Regions from separate parts of the Sus scrofa genome. Here all the other regions are linked to region 1. A link is a contact called in public HiChIP or PLAC-seq data. All regions are on one chromosome and are shown on one strand. Each heading gives the region's core, a stretch centred on a gene start, on an enhancer-like site or on the middle of the called end of the contact. The rest is flanking DNA. Distances are from core to core; before and after follow the strand shown. Region 1 holds the start of RAP2B (RAP2B, member of RAS oncogene family). Region 2 holds the start of DHX36 (ATP-dependent RNA helicase DHX36). Region 3 holds the start of P2RY13 (P2Y purinoceptor 13).

Region 1 (2,901 bases), core at 371-2,870:
CAATACACCAACAAAGGACTATATTTAGCTCTGAGATCTCCGCCTAAATTCCTTATTTTTTTCACTCTTAGCTTCAAAACGACTAGGATGGGGAAGTGGGAGGAAGGGGGCGGGGAGCAGCAGAGAAAGAACAGCTGTGCCTCCGCCTCTCAACTCAATCTCTATAAATAACCAATCACGAGCGGAGTCTACTTTTTAGCCAATGAAGCAGCCCAAACTGATAAGATCTTGGCAGTAGCCAATGGGAGAGCATTTGAGGGTGTGAGATTTGCGCCCCGGGACCAATGGGTCCAGAGTCTGGGAGAGGTAATTTGAGCTAGAGTGTGGGTGTGTGGTGCACAAGCTTCCTACTTCCAAGCCCCCAAACCTGCTCTGTGCACTGAGCATGCCCTGACTAGCTGCGGGCGCCACCGCCGCTTTGGATAGGACTGTAATCCGCTCTCCAGATTTTGGCCCCAGCTGACTGGGGCGGGGGAGGGGGCGAGTGGGGGGGCGGGGTGGCCCGCGGAACCCTAGCCCGAAGACAGCTCTGGTTAGTAGAGGCAGCCCTTTCCCTAGTCGCAACAGGGTTTCAGACCCAGCATTCCCGTTTTCTTTGTCCCAGAGATGAAAGTGCGGGAGAGTAGGCCAGAGAAGGTCGGGTAGAAAGAGCTGCGCCTTGGGTAGGGGAAGATGGTCTTCCCGCCAAACACCCAAACGTCCTTTGGGTCTCAATCCCGGGAGACACACCCTCCGGGGGTCTGGGAAGTGGGATCTACGGGCTCTGAATGATGCGAGGCAAGAGCCCAATCCTCCCTATTCCCAGGGAGGAGTGAGGGGGTGGCTGCCGCACCCACTCGCTTCTCGAAGAGCCTGAGCCCCTATGTATGAACCCAGAGCGGCGAAAGAAGGCTGCCTCCAACCTCCCACTGGAGCTCTCCCAGCCCGCCACAAACACCTACACATCCCGGCACATTTGTCCTCTTGCTGGGAGACCAGAGCCTCCGGCGAATCCGCTAGTCCCGACTCAAATCGCGAGCCCCACCCACAACCCCGCCTCCGCCCGGCTCCCTGGAAAACCAGGAGCAGCGGATCCGGCGGGAGCGGCCGGCGGCGGCGCACTGGGCATGCTCGTCCGGGCGGGGAGGGCCGGGCTGCGCGCGGCGAGTAGGAAGCCCTCGCCCCGCGGAGGCTGAGGAAGAGAGCTCCATGGGCCGCGGCGGTGGGCGCACGCTCTGCGGGGACTCATGCCACGCGCGTCCCGGCCCGACGCGCAATTAGCTGCCGCCTCCGCAGCCCGCTACCTCCGCCGCCTCCTCGCCCTTCTGGGCTGCCGCGACGAGAAGCTGCAGCCTTCGCTTTGCACAGGCTGCCGGCATTGTCCTCCGGTTCCGCCGCCCAGGCTGCCGCTGCCGCTGCCGCCGCGGGCTGCTGCGGGGCCCCGGACCTGCGCCCCAGGGACGCGCTGCCGCTGCCGGCCGGCCCGGCGCCCGGCCCCCGCTCGGTGATTTCCGCGCTCTGCGCTCCTCGGCCATTTCGCTCCTGAGTTTTTCCTGCGGAGCTGAGGAAGGGTAGAAGTCCAGCCGCCAAGCCCAGCCTTACTACGGCGCGCAGCCCCGACGGGCGAGCGCCGACGGAGCCATGAGAGAGTACAAAGTGGTGGTGCTAGGCTCGGGCGGCGTGGGCAAGTCCGCGCTCACCGTGCAGTTCGTGACCGGCTCCTTCATCGAGAAGTACGACCCCACCATCGAGGACTTCTACCGCAAGGAGATCGAGGTGGACTCGTCGCCGTCCGTGCTGGAGATCCTGGACACGGCCGGCACGGAGCAGTTCGCGTCCATGCGGGACCTGTACATCAAGAACGGCCAGGGTTTCATCCTCGTCTACAGCCTCGTTAACCAGCAGAGCTTCCAGGACATCAAGCCTATGCGGGACCAGATCATCCGCGTAAAGCGGTACGAGAGAGTGCCCATGATCCTGGTGGGCAACAAGGTGGACTTGGAGGGCGAGCGCGAGGTCTCTTACGGCGAGGGCAAGGCCCTGGCCGAGGAGTGGAGCTGCCCCTTCATGGAGACATCGGCCAAAAACAAAGCCTCGGTGGACGAGCTGTTTGCCGAGATCGTGCGGCAGATGAACTACGCGGCGCAGCCCAACGGAGACGAGGGCTGCTGCTCGGCCTGCGTGATCCTCTGAGGCGCCCGCGGCTGCCGCGCGCCGGCCGAGCTCTGCGCACAAAAGCCAAACGCACCCGACTCTAAATGTGATTTCTCTTCTTGCTTTGAGATTGGAGACGACTTTGCATCGGCCGGGGTGTCCCGGGAGCCCGGCTGGCCCCCGTGGCCATGTCCCCTGCCTCTGCCCCGTGTCCGAGGGGGTGTGCCGTTCTGACCATCCGAGACCCGATGGAAATGTGGCTCTTTGCGGCATGTACGTTTCTCATTGATTTTGGTTGACGCGTTATTTCCCCATTGACGCAGCCGTTGGGGCGCTGTATTGGCAGCTTGACACCGGCAAGCGAAAGTTTCAGCCTGGAGAAAAAAAAAAAAAAAAAAATGGGGTGGGGGAGGAAGAGGACGGGGAGAAGGTTGGAAAGGGGGAGTTTTTTGTTTTTGTTTTTCTGTCCAAAACCGTTTTTCTCGTTCCAAGTTTTAAATACTCGGAAGGAAGTCCGGGAGAACCAAATGAAGGAGCAGGAGGAGAGGAAAAAACTTTTGTTTTTTTTCCTCGTTTTCCAGGAGTAGCTGGAAATTAAGATCGGGTTCCTTTTCTGCCAGCTTGGAAGGGCAACCCCGTGACTGATTATGATTCTGAGGATGTCTATGCAAAGTTGGATTCTTGTTACAGTGTATCCAATCTGAAGTATTGCACATCTGAACTGGGACTGTTAACACTGATGCCAATACAGTGTGGGGTGCCAGAATG
Region 2 (2,725 bases), core at 100-2,599, 1.0 Mb after region 1:
GTTAATTTTTGGTTGTCAAAGAAATATGGTGTTGGTGGTGGTTTTTTAAGAGAATATGATAATGTGAAGATGGATACATCCTCAAAGAATCAATAAAAATGACACGGATAAAAGAAAAATAAAGAAATGGGATGATTTTAAAACAGAAGCCTAAATGGTGATTCAATTACACTCTATCTAACATGAAAGATGCTTTTAAAGTCACTAAAAAGCTGTTCTAAGCTTATATTAAGAAAACTTGTTTAATCATATATGTATACTATATAAATACATAAAATTACTATCAGAACAGAGAATAGGCCACTCTGGGATCTTTAATGTTTCCTTTATTACACCTCTTCAGGATACAAATCAAATGGACAGTTAGTTACCAACCTGAAGAGACAAGTCAAATTATCTCTTGAAATTTCTTCCACTTCTAGGATCTAGGTTTACTTCTCAAATAGGAGCTACTTTAGCAGGAACCTCTCTAGCCCAACATAAAAGCAAAACATTTGGGTTTGTGTTTATTTTAATACTAAAAATTAAAGTTGGAATATTCTTCTGAAGGATCTACATTCAAAAGAGTGGTTGAAAGTTTTTGTTTTGCACAAACCTGTATCTCAAGTATAAAGTTGCTATTTTAGAGTTCATCAAGCAAGGAATTTAAATGAAAGTGGCATTAATTATTCTACGGGAAATGGTAGGAAGAGATACTATGACAGTAACACCCCAGTAAATTTCGGCTGGACCCTGAATTTAACATTCGTTTTATCTCCAGTTCTCACGTCTTTTAAGCAAAGTACACATTGAGCCCACATAAATCTCAACTGCTTCAAGTGAGATGCACAGAGTCACCGTCAACTGTAACAATATCCACTATGGGACGCTTCAGCACTTGCATTTCACAGAGCACATGCATCAGTTTAGAAACGAAGTTAAGATACAAAAAAAGGAAAGAAAGGGGGCAGCAAGATGGAAAAGAAAATCAGTCCTGCCTTACCCCCCTCCACTACCGAGTCTCAGATTACCTCCTGCCTTTCCGCTTCCTTATTTTTCTGTCCTTGTTTCTTCGCGTACCACAAGCCGATTTCGCGGCCTTTCAGGTGCCCTGGATGTCGGCCTCGGCCGCCTCGACCACCCCCTCCTCCGCCGCCGCCGCCACCTCCGGAACCTCGGTTCCCCCCATGGCCTCCTCCACGGCCTCCTCCATAGCTTCCTCCATAACCCCCGCTGGAGCCGCGGGGCCCGCCATCGCGGCCCCAGCTCTGATGGTAGTCATAGCTCATTGTCCCAGCGGATTACAACCCGTGAGAAGCTACAACCGCTGGAAATGGCGACCGGGCCCGGAAGCCAGTGAGCGCCCACTTCCGCTTTGCTTCCGGCGCCCAGCGCGAGAGGGAGGGATATTGAGCGTAACAAGAAGCCGTTTCCGGTGACGTCACGGGTCCGGGGACTTGTAGGTCCGAGCTTGGCCCAAGTGAAATTGTTTGTGACCTTAATTGTTTATCTTTGTACTTTTGAAGAGAGAGCAAGCAAGAGGCTCGCAGGTTTTCTTTCCCTACGCACAACATATGAAGAAATGGGGTTTGAGTTTTACTTTCATACTTTTCCTGGTAAAATCCGAGTTTGCTTCCAATCGGTCTCTGTAAATGTTGATTGGCACAGTGAAAGAACCTGTGGATAGAATGCTTTGTTTCCTAAAGGAAATGAGTTCATTTTTTTTTCTTTACTAGTAGCTGTGTCATGAAAACACCCTAGCACCTGTTTCGAATATAGTTAAGTATAAAATGTCCCTGCCTCTTTTAAAGGATTATCATTAGTTACTAACTTTATCCAGAAGCATAAGATGAGCCTGTCTACCCAAATTTAGTGCAGGACACTAAGAGAATGCAAATGAAACAGGAGTTGAAGTTTCCTGTGTTGTATGAAGCTGTCTATTTTTGATTGACCACACAACTGAGGGTCTAGCACAAGCTATTCTTGAATAATCAAATAACTGGGCAATACAAGCTTGGATGTTTAGCAGGAGATACCCAGTTTATGTACACATGTACTGATTTAAAGATTGTGGTGATACTCACTGAACAAGACAAATAAAGCATCAGCTTTTATTTGCTTACAGTCTTGAGTAAAAGATAAGGGCTAAATAAATAAGTGTATTGTTTGCTGTGAGGAAGTCCAGAGTACATTGCTGTGGAATAAAAATTACTTTGAGCAGAGACATTTGAGTTCTTGAAATCTCTGACCTACCTAAAAGCAGAGCTTCCCAAAAGAACTCGGAAGAACTCAATTATTTTAAATCTCTTCTCTGGGAGAGGAACCAGGGAAGATTGACTTTTATCACTGAAGACTGCAAATCAACACCACATCTGAAAAGACTTTGTAACAAAATTATATCTTCCATCTGTTCTCATAAGGGTTCATTTACCTTTCCTAAAGTCATTTGTTTTCCCATAAATAACTTTCCCCTCCTTCCCTTTGCTATGAGATGGTATATAAGCCCCAAGTAGTACTATGGCCTTGAGTCCCGGTTTTCTGTGAACTTCCATAGGTGTGTGATTAAATCTACTTTATGACTTGCTAATCTGCCTTTTGTCAGTTTAATTTGCAGTTCCCCAAGAACCAAACAGGAGGGTAAAGGAAGAGTCCTCCACCTTCCAATAGCCATGAGATGTTACAGGAAAAATAATTTAATTTTGGTGTCTGGTTAGTTCTTTCTAAAGAATGAGAGGGTAAGCGATGA
Region 3 (2,884 bases), core at 6-2,505, 1.8 Mb before region 1:
CCTTGTTAAAAACAGACTTTAGGTTTGCAGCATATTAAAACTTAACATTTATTCATTTCATTCATTAGATCAGTTGAGAAGTCATACGTTGTTTCTGGTTAAAATTTTTTTTTTTTAATTTTTTTTGTCTTTTATTTTATTTTATTTTTTTTGCCATTTCTTGGGCCGCTCCCACGGCATATGGAGGTTCCCAGGCTAGGGGTCTAATCAGAGCCGTAGCCACCGGCCTACGCCAGAGCCACAGCAACGCGGGATCCGAGCCGCGTCTGCAACCTACACCACAGCTCACGGCAACGCCGGATCGTTAACCCACTGAGCAAGGGCAGGGACCGAACCCGCAACCTCATGGTTCCTAGTCGGATTCGTTAACCACTGTGCCACGACAGGAACTCCTGGTTAAAATTTTTGAAGCACAATACATTTTTGGTATTTGTAATAGTGCCATTACCTTCACACCCTGATGGAATCCAAATGACTGGTCTGCCTCATTCATAAGTGCTACTTTTAATGTGGCAGTAAAACAAAACCTGCTTAAGAGGTAATTATTCATGTCAGATTCCTCTACATTATATAACCTCTTATGCTCATAATCAATGGTTTGTAGAATGTTAACCTTAAAGCATTTCCCCCCTTGAACATATTCCATCATTTATAAACAAGCTGCTCTTAATAATAGTTGAAATTTACCTTTGTGTGCGAGGATACTCAGCTCAGTATCTTCGGATTAAGGCAGTCATTAGTTAAGCCCATGAAGAGCCTGTGAAGCAAGTGTCTGCTTTTTTATACCGAGTTTCCTTCCTCATTTCCACATACGCAGTGTGATCCATTAGAACCTCTTCATATGCAGTCCTTTGGGGTTTTTCTTATAAGGAACCTCTTTTGTGGACTGTTAATCTACAATGGCTTGGATAAATCAGTTTAGTTGCAGTTTGACAATATTGATTCTTCCAATCCAAGAACATGATATGTCTTTCCATCTGGTTGTATCATCTTTGATTTCTTTCATCCACATCTTATAGTTTTCAGAGTGCAGGTTCTTTGCCTCCTTAGGTAGGCTTATTCCTAAGGTTTTTTGTTTTGTTTTGTTTTGTTTTGATATGATGCTTAATGGGATTGTTTCCTTAATTTCTCTTTCTGATATTTTGTTATTAGTGTTTAGTAATGCAAGAAGTTTCTGTGTATTAATTTTGTATCCTGCAGCCTTACAAATTCATTGATGAGCTCTAGTAGTTTTCTGGTAGCATCTCTAGGATTTTCTATGTATAGCGTTATGTCATTTGCAAACAGTTACCATTTTACTTCTTCTTTTCAGATATATGTATATATACACACACACACACACATATATATATATATATACACATATACACACACATATACATATATATATACACACACACACATATATATATACATACTTGTCTTTTTAGGGCCACACCTGCAGCATATGGCAGTTTCCAGGGTCGAATCAGAGCTGTAACCACTGGCCTACACCACAGGCACTGCAACGTGGGATCTGAGCCTTGTCTGTGACCTGCACCACAGCTTATAGCAATGCTGGATCCTTAACCCACTGAGTGAGGCCAGGGATCAAGCCCACATCCTCATGAATCCTAGTCAGGTTTGTTACCGCTGAGCCATGATGGGAACTCCTCTTCTTTTCAAGTTTGGATTCCTTTTACTTCTTTTTCTTCTCTGATTGATGTGGCTAGGACTTCCAAAACTATGTTGAATAACAGTGGTGAGTGTGGGCATGCTTGTTTTGTTCCTCATCTTAGAGGAAATGCTATCAGCATTTCACAATTGAGAACAATGTTAGCTGCAGGTTTGTCATATATGGCCATTATTATGTTGAGGTAGGTTCCCTTTATGCCCACTTTCCAGAAAGTTTTTATCAAAAGTGGGTGTTTCTATCACTGTCTTCCAGCTCACTTTTTTTGTTCTTCTTCCTCGGTTATTCTGCTATGGATTCAGGTATTGTATTGCTCATCTTTGTTTGTTCTTTAAATCTTCTAGCTCTTTGTTAAACATTTCTTGTTATTTCTGTGCCTCCATTCTTTTTTCCAAGATCTTGGGTCATCTTTTTCAGGTAGATTGCCTGTCTCTACTTCACTTAGTTCTTCTAAGGTTTTATATTGTTTCTTTGTCTGGAACATATTTATCTACCATCTCATTTTGTTTCACTTTCTTTGTTTGTGGTCTTGTTTCCATAGGCTACAGGATCATAGTTCCTCTTGCTTCTGATGTCTTCCCCCGGTGGGTAAGGTTGGTCCAAGGGCTTGTGCAGGGCTCCTGGTGGTGGCCATGTCAAGAGGTGGCTGTGAGCTCAGTACAGCTTTAGACAGCCTGTCTGCTGATGAATGAGGCTGTGTTCCCATCCTGCTGGTTGTTTGGCCTGTGGTACATCAGCATTGGAGCCTGCAAGCTGTTGAGTAGGGCTGCATCTTGGTGCCAAAATGGTGACCTCTGGTAGAGCTCATGCCAGTCAGCATCCTGGGACCTCTACTACCTGTGTCCTTGCCCTTCCTGTGAGCCTCAGCTGCCTCCTGCCTCCCAGGAGACCCTTCAAGCCCCACTGTTAGGTCTGGCCTAAACCCCTGTGGCGTAACTGCTTTGTGCTGGTTCCCAGTGCACATGAAACCCTGTGTGCGCCCTCCAAGAGTAGAGTCTTTGTTTCCCCTAGTCCTGTGGAACTCCTGTGCTCTAGGCCTTCAAAGCCAAATGCTCTGGGGATTTTTTTTTTTTTCCCTGATGCCAGACCTTTAAGTTGGGGAGCTGAGGTGGGGCTCAGGACTTTCATTCATTTGAAAGAACTTGTGCAATATAATTAGTTTGTAGGGCAGCCATTCAGTGGGTATATGATTTGATTACCTTGCAAAAGTGT

What was found. HiChIP or PLAC-seq counts read pairs in DNA pulled down with a chosen protein or histone mark.
Region 2: an H3K27ac HiChIP or PLAC-seq map of alveolar macrophages shows a contact between it and region 1. The contact joins the promoter of DHX36 here to the promoter of RAP2B in region 1. A contact is called at or near these places in 1 of 5 promoter capture datasets (liver), 1 of 47 Hi-C or Micro-C datasets (skeletal muscle) and 2 of 2 datasets of contacts at active chromatin or transcription factors (alveolar macrophages and skeletal muscle).
Region 3: a contact with region 1 is called in an H3K27ac HiChIP or PLAC-seq map of alveolar macrophages. The contact joins the promoter of P2RY13 here to the promoter of RAP2B in region 1. A contact is called at or near these places in 1 of 5 promoter capture datasets (liver) and 1 of 2 datasets of contacts at active chromatin or transcription factors (alveolar macrophages).

Annotation. Positions count from the first base shown.
Region 1 is chr13:93,306,492-93,309,392 of Sscrofa11.1, forward strand. It overlaps RAP2B (RAP2B, member of RAS oncogene family), which reads left to right and starts at 1,621. Exons shown (of 1, transcript NM_001123185.1): 1 at 1,621-2,172. The coding sequence starts at 1,621. The coding sequence ends at 2,172.
Region 2 is chr13:94,348,984-94,351,708 of Sscrofa11.1, forward strand. It overlaps DHX36 (ATP-dependent RNA helicase DHX36), which reads right to left and starts at 1,350. Exons shown (of 25, transcript XM_021069687.1): 1 at 1,011-1,350. The coding sequence starts at 1,268.
Region 3 is chr13:91,512,432-91,515,315 of Sscrofa11.1, forward strand. It overlaps P2RY13 (P2Y purinoceptor 13), which reads right to left and starts at 1,256. Exons shown (of 2, transcript XM_021069624.1): 1 at 688-1,256. The region is part of intron 16 of MED12L (mediator of RNA polymerase II transcription subunit 12-like protein); the gene reads left to right.